3 separate regions of the Zea mays genome follow, and regions 1 and 2 are each linked to region 3. Evidence: chromatin contacts called from public Hi-C data. All regions are on one chromosome and are shown on one strand. The core of a region is the stretch at or near the end of the contact, and the rest is flanking DNA. Distances in the headings are between cores, read along the strand shown.

Region 1 (4,847 bases), core at 1,417-3,916, 330 kb after region 3:
TTCAATTCCCATGCATGATTTGACGGCACATATATATATACCACGGAAATGTAGAGGAAAAGGTTCGTCAGCAGTTAAGCACGCATTATAGCATCATTACAGCTACCAGCAACTTTAGACATGGCTAGCTACACAAAGCAAGAAACAGAAAAACTGTTGATGGTAATAGCACAACCAAGGCACGGAACCTAACTACCACTAGTCGATTGCACTTCTTCGTCGTCGTCCTCGCTCGAGACACAGCGGCAGCACATCATCCCTGGCGCGAATTAGGCAGGATCAGGATCAGGATCAGTACCTGGCCGGCAAGCCAAGCCGATCCAGCCTGCCAGAGCCCGGGTACGCCTTGTTGGTGAACTTGGCGTGCAGGGAGGAGGCCGCCGCCGCCGCCGACCTCTGCGCCGCCGACGCCCTGCGTAGGGAGCTGGACCTCTCGTACTGCGGCCTCTGCTTGGGCGCGCTCTGCGACCGCGCCTTGGCGCGGAACGACTCCGTGTTGGCCATGTAGTTCGGGTAGTCGGAGTAGCCGCCGAAGAGGCTGCGCGAGCACTCGCTCTTGGCCGTCGGCGTGAACGGGCCCCGCCTCGAGCTCCCGGGCCGCGACGACGTGGCCGAGAAGAACTGGGGGCTGTCGCAGAGCTCGGCCACGTCCGCGGGCACGGGCACGCGCAGCGGGCTCAGGGCCTCCTCGGCCATGCCCACCGACGCCGGGCTCGGCACCGACTGCTGCGCGGTCGTCGAGTCCTTGGACGGCGACTCCGCCATGGTCGCGTAGCTCCGGCTGTTCTGCTCGGAACCCATCGTCGTCGAGCACGGCGACTGGTGGTGGTGGTGGTGGTTTCCGCCGCCGCCGCCGCGCCTCTTGGAAGCATACCGGCGCCGTGGCTTGCCGTTGTCCACCTCGAGAATCTTGGCGTTCTTCTCGTCGTCCATGTACCTCTCCTCCACCCAGCGGTCCAGCCAGTTCCTCCCGCAGGATTCCGACCTCTCCCTGCCCAGCCTCTCGCCGCCCGGTGTCCTCGAAGAGTTCGCCTGCACAGACCGCACCACACCACACCCATCGTCACCACCATCACGATGCACGAAGAAACCTTGCAACACACAGGGAGAGAGAGAGGCACTCGCCTTCAGAGAGCCGGAACGGCCGTGCCTGGGCGCACCCGCCTGCTCGTACTTCTCCGGCGTCGGCGGATCCTGCCGTGCACATCCACCCACCCGCCATAAGACCGCGAGTTACTACGAGCCACGAGCCAGCAAGCGAAACATCCTCCCCCCTCACTTACCGGATGCGCCGTGACATGCTGCGAGCGAATTGCGCGGCAGGCGCGCGCGCGCGCCTGGACGCGGACGAGCGCGTGCATGCATCGCAGCGTCTCCGCCGCCTGCCGCCGCACGATGTTGCCCCGGACCAGCGCCTGCAGCTTCACCAGCCCCCGCAACGCCTTCAGCGCCCGCCTCGCCTTCGCACGGAACAACAAGCAGAAGCAGAGGTGTTAATCAGCAATGGCCCCTTGGCTCCACCATAGCCCACGGGCATCTACAGTGCAAAACTGAGGTTGGCATCTCTCAACTTGCCAGGCTTTTGTTCAACATCAACAAAAAAAAACTTTGCATACCGACCACCACCGCCATTACTACGGCTACGGCGGTAGCCGCTTCCAATAACAGTAACGCAGTAACTAGGCGCAAAACGGCAAAATAATACAGGCCTTCCGATTTCCTGCGAAGGAAGCGGAGTTAAAGCGGCCATGGCCATGCCTTGCTTCCTGAAACGAAGAAGCCTGGAAGGCGCAGGCAGTAAAGACGACGGCAGAGCTGACGCCACAAGGTGGCGTTCTCCTTGCTGGAGGGGAAGCGGTTACCAGAGCAGCTCGTAGGTTACACATCATGAGCATAGCATACCACGCAGAAGAGGGAGATATTTTTGTTTTCTTTTTGAACCAACAAAAGGCCCCTTCTTCCGTTTTTCAAGCTAGCTTTTCGTGACAAGCTGTAGCTTACACAGATTTGTTTATTTATTGGAAATTTGACAACAAAAAAAAAGATTTAGTAACTGAAGAGTGAGGTGAGGAGTCTGTGAGAAGCTAACCAGGTAGCCACGGAAAGCGGCCTGGATCCGAACGGCCGCCCACTGCTCCCGCTTCGCGGCGGCCGGCGGCGCGCACCGCCCGCTGCTCGTCAGCCGCACCACGGCGGCGGCGGCCTGGGCGGCAGCGACGGCGGCCTCTGCCACCGCCGCCGTCGCCGCGGCCACCGCGATAGCGCGCTTGCTCTGCTCGTCGCCCGCCTCATCCGCCGCTGCATAGCCCCGGCGAGGCGTCGCCGCGGGATGCGACGGAGGCGTCGGAGTCGGAGGCCGCGCCGGCACTGGCGCGGGGGGCTTCTCCCGGAAGGACTTGCCGAACCCCCAGCGCTTCTTCTCCTTCACCGGCCTTGTGTCGGCGGCCTTCCTGCCGCCGCCGCCGAGCAGCCCGCGCAACCACCTGGGTGCCCAGCCCATCTCCGCCGCTCTACCGCACCTCGGCCAGCCGCCGCCGCATGAGGCTTTCTTGGTTCCAGCACTAGCGCGGAGCAGGTGAAGAAAGAGCGGGAGATGAAAGCAGTACAGTGAAATGCACACACACGCGGACGCCAGAAGAGAGAAAGGCAGGCAGCAGAAGAGAACGGGGCAGGGGAGAGTCTTAGAGGCGCTGGTCTTTATACAGGGAGCACGAACTGTGGGGCCCTTTTATGCGAATAATTTATCCTGTTCCGGGGTGATAGTGCGAAACTCCTGCATCATTTTTTAACCCGAGGGGTCGGGCACGGTGTAAAATTGTGAAATAGGGCCAGCTTGAGGGCGGCACGTGATAAGTGGAGGACGTTTTTCTTTCTCACTCCAATGGCAGGCGTTGATCCTCTGCTCCGCCGGCCGCATAGCCGGAAGCGTTTGACCGTTTCTTCGAACGGTCAAAGTTTAATTAATATAAACTGTGACCCTCACATACATGACTGTAATTAAGTAGTTCAAAATTCACTGTTTAGGCCCTGTTTGGGAATAAAGTTTTTGAAAACCACAACTTTTGAAATACTACAGTATACTTTAGTCATGACAATACCGCATTTTACAATACCATAATTTTGGAAACTAAAGTCCAGACCTAAGTTTATAATACCTTCAAACAACTATAGTATTTACAATACTTCAGTTTTAAAAACAGAGATTTTAGCCAGCTTGTCAAACACCATTCCGTATATAATACTGCAGTATTTTTCTAAAACTGTGAAAAAACTTCACTCCCAAACACCCCTTAGCCAGATGGATGGTGTTTGTCGTCTGGAAATAAAGCCAGAATCAGGCGCCTATGGTTTAGCAACCCAACATCACCTGCATTGATCTCGTGCCCCATCCTTCTGCCGCCGCCGCGGGGAGCCCGTGGGATTGCCCAAGGCAGTAGAGCCATAGCTTCAGGGGATCGCCTAACCAGCAACGTAACAGTGCCCCCGAATGCATCATGAGCAACGAGTGGTTCTCATCGATTATTGGCTCTCGATCAGTCTCAACTGGTCGATGAAGGGCTTCATAGTCATAGGGGCTGTTGCGATGGCGTCACCTATGCTATCTGGGCTTGCCTACGCTGGGGTCTGTTTTTGGCATGACAGCCCGCTCCATTTCTCTGGAGTCCGGAAAACGCGACGATCTCTGGATGGGCTGCAGCCTTCTTGGCCCAACAAATCTTCACTTTCTATAGTAGACAATCAACCGATGACCCTGGTTTATCACACTCTAGCTACGATCGTGGCCGTGCGGCTTGCTGCTGCGATGCAATGATCGTGAGTTCATGGTGGCACGACAAAGGTTGCTTTGGCTTACGATGGGATAGTTTCTGTCAGGAACGACGGGAACAGCCAAATCAAAACCAACTCGCGTGCTCATCAGTAGCGAGAGCACCACTCTGTTGCCCAGACCTGAAACCGCGAGCTGAGGAGCGCCCACTAGCGTTTGGTCCACGGGCGTGTGCAGACTGGTGGAGTGGGTAGCGGTCAGAGCACAGTACTGCTAGTCGATCAGTGCCATTCAAACTGGATATACGCGTTCAGAAATGGTGTCGGTGCAGATACCAAAACTACATTCCGAACACTATCGCCAGCAATAGAGGCACAATTAAATGTACCAACTCCATCTCAAAATACTAGTCGTTTTAGCTCTTAATTTCTATATCTATATTTAAATGGATAATAATGAATATAGACACGTATACAAAACACATACATCAAGAATTATATAAACACACTAATTCTCTAAAACGACTACTACTTTAAAACGAATGGAGAAGAAGACATGTTGTCTTTTCCTTTCCACGACAGTGTAACCGTGTAAGCACAAGTGGCCGGAGACAAAATATGGGAAACTCTTTCCATGTTATTATTTTGAGGGGTACACATTTAATATATAGAGTCATTCGTTGATATGTTTGATATTGGCCACATAATCCTCTATATGGTTTCTTAACAAAGAAGACTTTACTCTTCGCCAAGAATACTAACATTTTTGCCGTCTTGCAAAATGTGTAGTTTAATCTTGGAACTACATTTTTTTTTGCAGAAATCCTACTATGATCCCAGTTGGCCAAGAAGACTCTTGATATTTTCTCTTTCCTGTCTTGCATTTTTTGAGGCTATCCGCACTCAAACCGCTCTAAATTCGTACTCTAAAAAGGAATATTTTATCATCGCCAGCAAGTTTATCAACTCTATACCACAATCCTCCACAATCATGCTTACTCTATATCTCAACTCTATACCAACTATCACATATTATATTATTTCTTTCCACAAATATGTCACGTTGGTTGTCGCCTCGCATG
Region 2 (4,454 bases), core at 1,048-3,547, 260 kb after region 3:
TTGGCGCACCGGACATGTCCGGTGCACACCGGACAGTCCGGTGAATTATAGCGCGCCGGCCTCCGCGAATTCCCGAGGGCGAAGGGTAGAAAACGAAGTCTACGGGCGCACCGGACACTGTCCGGTGCACACCGGACAGTCCGGTGCCCCCAGCCAGAGGTGCCCTCGGTTGCCTTATTGCTCCTTTGTTGAATCCAACACTTGGTCTTTTTATTGGCTAGATGTGAACCTTTTGCACCTGTATAACTTATACACTAGAGCAAACTAGTCAGTCCAATATTTGTGTTGGGCAATTCAACCACCAAAATTATTTAGGAACTAGGTGTAAGCCTAATTCCCTTTCAGACAGCGGCTGGGGTACCCTACTCCCTCGGCGTGCAGATCGGCTGGTTCAAGAAGGTGCTCGAGAAACAGAGTCGAGAAAGCAGGGATCCCAGCTGCCGCGCCGGAACTGATGGCCGCCCGGGGAGGAAGAAGCGAGGGCGAGATCAAAGAGCAGGGAGAGGAGGTGGAGGAGGGAGCTCACCAGTTGACGGAGACGAGGGGGGAAGACAACTGCTCCAGCTCCCGGTCCTGGCTCCGCTTCCCGCCGGGGATCGGAAGTCAGAATGAGGCGACGCTCAGCCTTGTTCACTCCGTGCGAATCCTGAGATGTGAATCCTGAGGTGCGACGCCTAGATCTGGTAGTGTGAGGAGCGGTGGTTGGGTGAGTACCTCGAGCCTAGGGATGGCAACGGATAAACTATCCGCGGATAGTGTCTCTGGACATCCATATCCGCGACTTATATCCGATATCCGAACCCGTACCCGTTACCCACTATGGATAACAAATAGTATCCACATCCGTTACCCGCGGGTAACGGATATCCGCGGATATATCCGTTTGCCCACTACATATACAACATATTTAAATCCAACAAATTCAAATATGATATCATATTCGTCAAGCAAATTTAAATATGATAAAAACATACAACCATACAGAATTTGTCCAGCAAATGAAAACTGATACATGTATTAAGACATACAGCGAGCAATATAAAATTGTCTCGCAGGGACTGAGGGGAGGTGGTGGGCGCAGGGTGCAGCCGCGCAGTGACTCAGGAGAGGTGGCTGGTGCGCAGCCAGTAGCAGGGATTGTGGTGGCGGACTGGCGGGCGCGGCACAACACCTGGTAGCGGCGGCGGTAGGAGCCGGAGTATCAGACTGCGGCGGGAGTTTGGGAGAGGAGAGATAGAGTGGGCGACGGCGGTAGGAGTGGAAGAAGAGAGATGGAGAGGGTCTGGAGCGAGAGCGACTGAGCGAGGGCTTCGTTGGAAGCCTAGAACGGTGGAACCTGGGCTTGTGGCCTGTAGGACGGGAGTACGAGATATTTTAATGGATATTTGGGTATGGATACTGTTTTTTCATACCCGTTTTAAAAATATCCACGGATATCAAGTGCTACCCGTATCCGTATCCATGGGTACAGACTCGTACTCAAAACCGTACCTAACGGGTTTTTTATCCGCGGGTACGCGGATAAATCACATCCATTGCCATCCCTAATCGAGCCTGGCGGTCGCTGTCGCCGCGTCGTCGCCGCCGAGAGATCCCCTCAGAGCTGCCCCGCCGCCGCCCCTGTGCGAGATGCGAACCGGAGTGAGCTCATCCGGTTGATTTGGAGGAATGAGTCGCTGCTAGGGTTCTGTTGTATTTTGGAATGAACGACGGATGGGTAGACTCCGTGACGCTATCCAAACGATTTTGTAGGCTCGGATACAGGTTCAGATCACTCTGTATCCATGTCGTGCTGCAAACCAAACACACAGTTAGATTATGGATTCAGATTATATAATCTAAACCCCAGATTATGATAATCTCATAATCTCCTCAAGACTAATTTATTTGAGATTATTTTGGCAAAAGATCTACTACTCATTGTTATGTAAATAGAAATTACAATATATGTCATCATTCTTTTCTCACCTCAAATAAACAATAAGAGTATTGTTGTCTTTGTGAATAATCTATATTTATATAATATAAACTACCAAACAACTATATGTAGATTATAATATATCTAGATTATAATCTGGATTATATAATTTAGACTATAATTCAGATTATATAATCTATAAGCTGAAACAAACAGGTCCTTAATTGTTCGGATTATTTGGATTAGAGTTGTTCAAGTTTGAGTTCTAGTTGTTCGGATTCGGTTTTCAGGTTTCGTTTTTTTTTCGAATCATAGAGACGACCGTGCCCCCAGCCTGTCAGACGCCAAACAAAACCCTCGCGCGCCAAAGGCCCTCTCACCAATTCCCCAATTTTTTTGTTTCCATTCCACAAAACCACAACCGCGCGGTTTTCTCCCTCCCCCGACTCCCGCGGCGCAAGCGCAGCCCACCCAAGCGCCATGGCCCCCGCCGCCCCCGACGCCGACGCCTATGATATCCCGTGGGTGGAGAAGTACCGCCCCTCCCGCGTCGCTGACGTCGTCGGAAACTCCGATGCCGTCGCCCGCCTGGAGGTCATTGCCCGCGACGGCAACATGCCCAACCTCATCCTCTCCGTAAGCGCCATTCCGTCGAACACCTTCCCTGCGCAGCACGGAACAGCGATTCACCCTCTTCCCTTTTGGCGCAGGGGCCTCCGGGGACCGGGAAGACGACGAGCATCCTGGCGCTGGCGCATGAGCTCCTCGGGCCCAGCTATCGTGATGCCGTGCTGGAGCTCAATGCCTCAGATGACAGGTTTCTGCCACCGTGACGTGATTTTGTACCGGCGATTCGGGGCTGCCTCGAGTGGTGTTTGGGTTGGATGCCTGATGGTCGATTCGTGCTTTTGCAGGGGTTTGGATGTTGTGCGGAACAAGATCAAGATGTTTGCACAGAAGAAGGTCACCCTACAGCCAGGGCGGCACAAAATCGTGATCTTGGATGAGGCTGACAGGTAAGCCCATCCGCAGGGCGTTTCCACCATCAGTGTGTTATAGGTGCAGTGCTGTATTTACTGAAACAAGTTGTTGTTTGCATGCTTTTTCTTATTTCATTTCAGTATTGGTCGTTGTTTGGACTTGAGCCAAGAGCCTAAGACTAGCACTAGGAGATTAATTTCTTTGTTGACAGTGGAGTGGACAAACCCTGACTTCATTATTTTCCTGACTTCAAATAGAAGTTTTAAAGTTCTGAGCCTAAATTTATTTTCTCAAATGGATGAATACAAACCCGGTATTAGTATCTGAGTATGTGGTTAAACATCACTCTTGCTGTGTGCAGCATGACATCAGGAGCACAGCAAGCTCTGCGAAGAACAATGGAGATCTATTCAAACACCACTAGATTTGCACTTGCATGCAACACATCATCAAAGATAATTGAACCCATTCAAAGCCGATGTGCTATCGTCAGGTTCTCAAGGCTCTCTGATCAGGAGATCCTCGGTCGCCTCATGATTGTTGTGGCAGCTGAGAAGGTAATCTTTGGCACTGCTTATCTCCAAATAAATTCATACATGAACTCGTGAGATGAACTTCTTTTTAACCATTGGCCACTAATAAAGTACTTTGGTTTGCAACATGAAATATCAGTAGATCTATCATAAAGTACTAAGATTAGATAATACCTTGTTAAACATGTGAAAGGGAGATTGTCCCAGTGCTGAATGAAAGCAAAAGAGAAGAGATACCATATCTTCTTGAACTGTAAGGGCTTACCTATGAATGTATATCTTTGGTTGCATTAGATAGAAAAACAACTGATACAAACCTCTACAGTCAAGTGTATATGTTTAATAAACATTTTATTGTTCCTGGCTGTATTATCAATGTGGGCTTCGATATAGCTTTATCACCTGTTGCGACTTAAGAGAGCCCCTTGATTGTGTCCTATGCATGTTTATGCCATGTATGAACCCTAAAGACATGCATGGTTCCTATCATGTATTTCTATAGTTTCCCACATGTTATCTGCTGAATATCCTCCTATAATGGCCTACATAGGAGATCACATTTGTACAAAAAAACTTCAGGTGTAAAGGAGAGGGGGAAGCATAAGAATTATATATATAGACACACACACACACATGTAAAAATGCTTTTATGAAATCATTTCCTTGCAGTGTTAATTCGGAGAACTCGGAGTAAATTGCCTACTGCATCAGCGTATCATTTCCTTTTTGTTCTTGTGAAATTCTGAGTTGATGGTTTCGGTACCCGCTATACCCTAGTACCTAACCCCTTTGTTTCAAAACATAAGGTGTTTTATTTTGTCTTTGGTCAAACTTCTTCAACTTTGGCTAAGTTTATAGAAAAATTCACCACATCTACAACATCAAATTAGTTTCATTACAACAACAACAACAACAACAACAACAAAGCCTTTTGTACCAAGCACGTTGGGGTAGGCTAGAGATGAAACCCCGTATGAAAACCTCAGAGCTCAACCCCCAAAGAAAATAGGGGAAACAAAGGC
Region 3 (4,705 bases), core at 372-2,871:
GATTGGGGGGTTAGCTCTAGCAGGTACAGTACAGCAGCACACCACACACATGATGGATCGATGGCCCTCCTCCTTTCCTAGCTACTAGTTTCCTCGCCCATAGCTGAGCCCTGAGCGCGGAATGAGTTGAAAAGCCATGCATGGATCTAGAAAAAGGCGGCGTCCGTACCTGAGGCGAGCTTAGAGAGCTTTACAGAGATGAGCCGCCATCGATCAGCAGGTCGATCGATCATGGTCACGCTGTCACTGATGCATGGCCGTCCGGGCCGAATGGAATGTCTGGGAATCTCCGCGCACGCATGATGGTTGGTTGATGGCCGGCGCGCGTTGCCCTGCCCTGCCCTGATGGGCGCGGCGCGCGATCTTCCTTCTTTCCCCGGTCAAGATTCCTACAATTGCGTTGCGTTGCGTGGTGGCCTGTTGCTCTTGAACCGTCGTCTCTCCATAGTCCATCCCCACTCCACTCCCCGGTCCCCGGCGACGATGGGGGGGCGCCCGCGCTTCTAGGGCTAGGCCGGTGTACAGTGGGTGGTGGGTGGGCGGTGGGCCTGTGCCGCCACGCCGCTGCCATTGCGCTCACACATGCATGCGTGACAACAGAACAGTTGCACATGCATGCTCTTTCCCGGGAGCTAGCAGGCTGTGGTTGCCATTGCCATGGCGGCAAGGTCAGGTCGTTAATCCCGCCCCGGCCACTGGTCCAAAAGGCTAGCTTTTACTGTAACCGGCGGCCGGGAGAGGGTGTTTGCATGGTTCGCAGCCAAACTTTGGCCACGCCTTGCATTGCATTGCATTGCATGTGGCTTGGCTTCCACAGAGAGACTGACCGTTGCCTTTAGCAGCAGTAATAATAGAATAGAATGGCAGGATAAGACTGTAGTATACAATCTTGACCCGCAGCAGCCAGTGAAATTAACAGGCATTCTTTCCAGGGCAAGATAATAAACAATATAAGGAAAGGAAACAAAAGGAAAAGGAAGTTGTGTATTACAGAAAACATATGGACTATGAACCAGTGGCCGCCGCCATGCAGGTCGTCCTTTCAAGCAAAAAAAAAAGGCTGCCGCTTTTTAGACCTTTATTAGTTACAAACAACCATGGTGCTCGCAGAAGATTTTTTTTTTTTTGTAAGGTGACAGGACAGCGCGCCCGTTTCGTTACGCGTTCGAGCCATTTTTCTCCTTTTCTTCCTCTTTACTTAACAAAATCCCATCTGACTCTTTGATCTCGGTTGGCTGTGTGCCTTCTTTTTCTTTCTTTTTTGTCGTGAGGGTCGTCTGGTGGTCTTGGATTTATCAGCTCTCCCTTTCTGTTTGTTGCCAGTAAAAACTACTCCTACTACCCGATCCGTTGCTCGGTAACAAACGGTTGGACGGAAGAAAAAAGCCGGGTGAAACAAACAACTTGCTCTGCAGTCTGCACTATCCGACGCAGGGGCCAGTGCCGTCTCCGTACTGGTACGGGGACGTCTCTTTCTCGAAATTCTCTGCCCGCAAGCCTACTACTACAACTTCTGCAGCCGCCCGTCCGTCTCCCTCCCCCAACCGAGTATATTTATCAGGCCCCTTCCCCCGCCCCGGCGCCCTCCTTCCCCCCGCTCCTGTGCGCGTTGTTTCTCGTCGCCGTCGTCCGTCCTCCGGCGTCCGGCAACCTGCAACCGGCGACGACGATGGAGGCGGCGCTGGGGGCGCTGTGCCGCGCCGGAGGCTGGTCGTACGCGGCCGTCTGGCGCTTCCATCCCCAAGACCCTCGGTGAGCCGTGTTCGTTCGTGTGTGTGTGTGTGTTTACTGTGCGTGTGATGGTTTTCTCTTCTCTGGCAAGCTTCTGTGCACGTTCGAATTTTGGGAGCTCTACTACGTTGTTTTCTTCTTCCCTTGCCTGTTCGTCGCGCATTAACCTGCTGCCTCTTGCAGGTTCCTGTTCTCTCTCTCTCTCTCTAAAACCTTGTGATTTTATCTCCATTATTATTTTAAAACGAAAAACGGTTCTTTCCACCTAATCTGCGCTGACGTCGTAAGTGACGGAAAAATAGAAAAAGAAAAAAAAACCGGTCATGCGAAAAGACCGAATTACCCCGATCTTATCTCTCTGTTCTCCTCCTCCTCCGGCCCTTCCCCACACACGAGATATTTGCGAAAAATACACAGCAACGTGTGGCTTCGCCAAAATGTCCATCGCAGGGCACGAGCGTCGGTCGCGGGGCTCGGGAGTTGTGGGCGGCGAGCAGCAGGACGACCAGGGGCTGCGAGCGGCAGATCTCAGCGTTTCTGCTCTGTTCCTCTGCACCTCCACTCCCTCCTGCATATACGAACTCCTCACTTGTTTCAAAGTCGCAGGAGTAAAATGACAGAGCTAAAAAGAAAAAACAAGGATCAAAACCACGAGATTTTGCTACAAAACGGGGCATGAATTCTTAAGCCCCAAATGTTAAATCCATACCCATCTTTAGTATGTTCGGTAACACGACCGAGATTCCCTTCGTTTCTTTCAACTTTGTCTAGAGTGATACTAGCTAAGATGCGGCTGCAGGAAGCTGCCCCCCTTTCCTCAGCTTTTTTTTTTAGCTAGCGAAACACTGATCCCATCAAAATTGGCAGCAAGGTGTGTCTGGCTGCCTCTTTCCCCTTCCGACATGACATGATGCATCGTGTCATTCACTTTCCAACTTTTGCTTTGCTATTCTTATATTTTGTTTTGTTTTGTTTCGTTGCTTCGTTGGTGGTCTGTATACTATGCAGTGCAGTTGTCAAAGTAGTGCTAACGCGCGTGCAGCGTGATGGCTGCGTCTCCTGTGGGGAGTTGATTATATATTTTTCTTTGTTTGTTGAGGGGACTGGGCGTGTGTGTCCAGAATTCTGACTTTTCTTCTTCCCTTGCCTGTTCGTCGCGCATTAACCTGCCTCTAGCTAGCAGGTTCCTGTATTGGCTGTTTCTCTCTCTCTCTCTCCACAAAACCACGAGATGTTTGTTAATCGGGGCCGGAGGTACAAGGTCTAAGTTCTAGTCTATGGTTTAATTGTGACTTTACCTTTACTTTTTAAAACCTTGTGATTTTATCTCCATTATATTATTTTAAAACGAAAAACGGTTCTTTGCACCTAATCTGCGCTGACGTTGTAAGACGAAAAAAAATAGAAAAAGATAAAAAAAATCCCGGTCATGCGCAAAGACCGAATTACCCCGATCTTATCTCTCTGTTCTCCTCCTCCGGCCCTTCCCCATACACGAGATATTTCCGAAAAATACACAGCAACGTGTGGCTACGCCAAAATGTCCATCGCAGGGCACGAGCGTTAGGAGCGTCGGGCGCGGGGCTCGGGGGCTGTGGGCGGCGAGCAGCAGGACGACCAGGGGCTGTGGGCGGCAGATCAGATCTCCGCGTTTCTGCTCTGTTCCTCTGCACTTCCACTCCCTCCTGCATATACGAACTCCTCCCTTGTTTCAAAGTCGCAGGAGTAAAACGACAGAGCTAAAACGAAAAAAAAAACAAGGACCAAAACCACGATTTTGCTACAAAACGGGGCATGAATTCTTAAGCCCCAAATGTTTAATCCATACCCATCCTAGTACGTTCGGTAACACGACTGAGATTCCCTTCGTTTCTTTCAACTTTGTCCAGAGTGATACTAGCTAAGATGCGGATGCAGGAAGCTGCCCCCTTACCTCAGCTTTTTTTAGCTAGCTAAACACTGATCCCATCAAAATTGACAGCAAGGTGTGTCTGGATGCCTCTTTCCCCTTCCGACATGATGCATCGTGTCATTCACTGTCCAACTTTTGCTTTGTTATTCTTATATTTTGCTTTTGTTTCGTTGCTTCTTTGGTGGTCTGTATTACTATGCACTGCAGTTGTCAAAGCAGTGCTAACGCGCGTGCAGCGTGATGTCTGCGTCTCCTGTGGGGAGTAGATTTTTTTGTTTGTTTGTTTGTTGAGGGGACTGGGCGTGTGTGTGTGTCCAGAATACTGACCGGTGTTACCCCGTTCGATACCAGATTGCTCACATTGGGGGACTGCTACTGTGAAGATGAGGCAAAAGCAATGGTTCAGAAGATGCTTAATCTTGTTGAAGTTGTTGGAGAAGGGTAGGAATGCACGATCAATAGATCTATCCAGCTACCTTTTTATCCTGATATTCATTGATATGTCACCATGCCCTATATGCCTATTAGCTCTGTTCACCAGTCATAATATATTTTTCTTAAAAAAAAGGTTTAACATGTCATCAACTCATTTAGCTATTTTGATTTTGTTACTGTCTTCTCCTCTAGAAACACTTCATGTTTATATCATATTGCTATTGATGCTAGTTACTCTTATTACAAGTGCAAATGCTCCTTATCTTTCCATAAGTACACCGTAAACGTATGCCGCCCTCTGGTTTCAGCATCCTAGGACAAGCTCTAGTAAGCGGAGAGTGTCAATGGATTTACGACGATACTTGCCACGCGTTGAATCAGATAAGCCATGCTGATAACGGAGATTTACATCAGGTATAAATCTGTTTCCCCCCAGCCTTTTATGACTGGAGAGGCATAGATAGATAATTAATTTCTAAAGAACCCATAGAGTTGTCAGAATAATATTACATTCCGCTCTTCCTCTTTCTTCCATTCGTTACTGCTCGTGCTACCATTTCCTACATCAGACAGTTAATTTTAACAAAGAAGAAGTTCCCCCCTTTCAGGGTTATACTTGGTGGCAGC

What was found. Hi-C and Micro-C count contacts between places; a contact is called where the count stands out from the background.
Region 1: a Hi-C map of ear shows a contact between it and region 3, with 2.1 times the contacts expected there. The contact joins the promoter of LOC103641958 here to the promoter of LOC100280243 in region 3. A contact is called at or near these places in 3 of 25 Hi-C or Micro-C datasets (ear, endosperm and leaf).
Region 2: a contact with region 3 is called in a Hi-C map of root tip, with 5 times the contacts expected there. The contact joins the promoter of LOC100282678 here to the promoter of LOC100280243 in region 3. A contact is called at or near these places in 4 of 25 Hi-C or Micro-C datasets (ear, endosperm, root tip and 1 more).

The regions. Positions count from the first base shown.
Region 1 is chr10:139,503,742-139,508,588 of Zm-B73-REFERENCE-NAM-5.0, reverse strand. It overlaps LOC103641958 (protein IQ-DOMAIN 1), which reads right to left and starts at 2,666. Exons shown (of 4, transcript NM_001362608.1): 1 at 2,090-2,666; 2 at 1,284-1,460; 3 at 1,126-1,194; 4 at 40-1,032. The coding sequence starts at 2,500. The coding sequence ends at 292.
Region 2 is chr10:139,571,661-139,576,114 of Zm-B73-REFERENCE-NAM-5.0, reverse strand. It overlaps LOC100282678, which reads left to right and starts at 2,297. Exons shown (of 7, transcript NM_001155586.1): 1 at 2,297-2,554; 2 at 2,629-2,735; 3 at 2,833-2,934; 4 at 3,261-3,456. The coding sequence starts at 2,399.
Region 3 is chr10:139,833,123-139,837,827 of Zm-B73-REFERENCE-NAM-5.0, reverse strand. It overlaps LOC100280243, which reads left to right and starts at 1,621. Exons shown (of 11, transcript NM_001352976.1): 1 at 1,621-1,752; 2 at 3,995-4,084; 3 at 4,387-4,492; 4 at 4,687-4,705. The coding sequence starts at 1,670.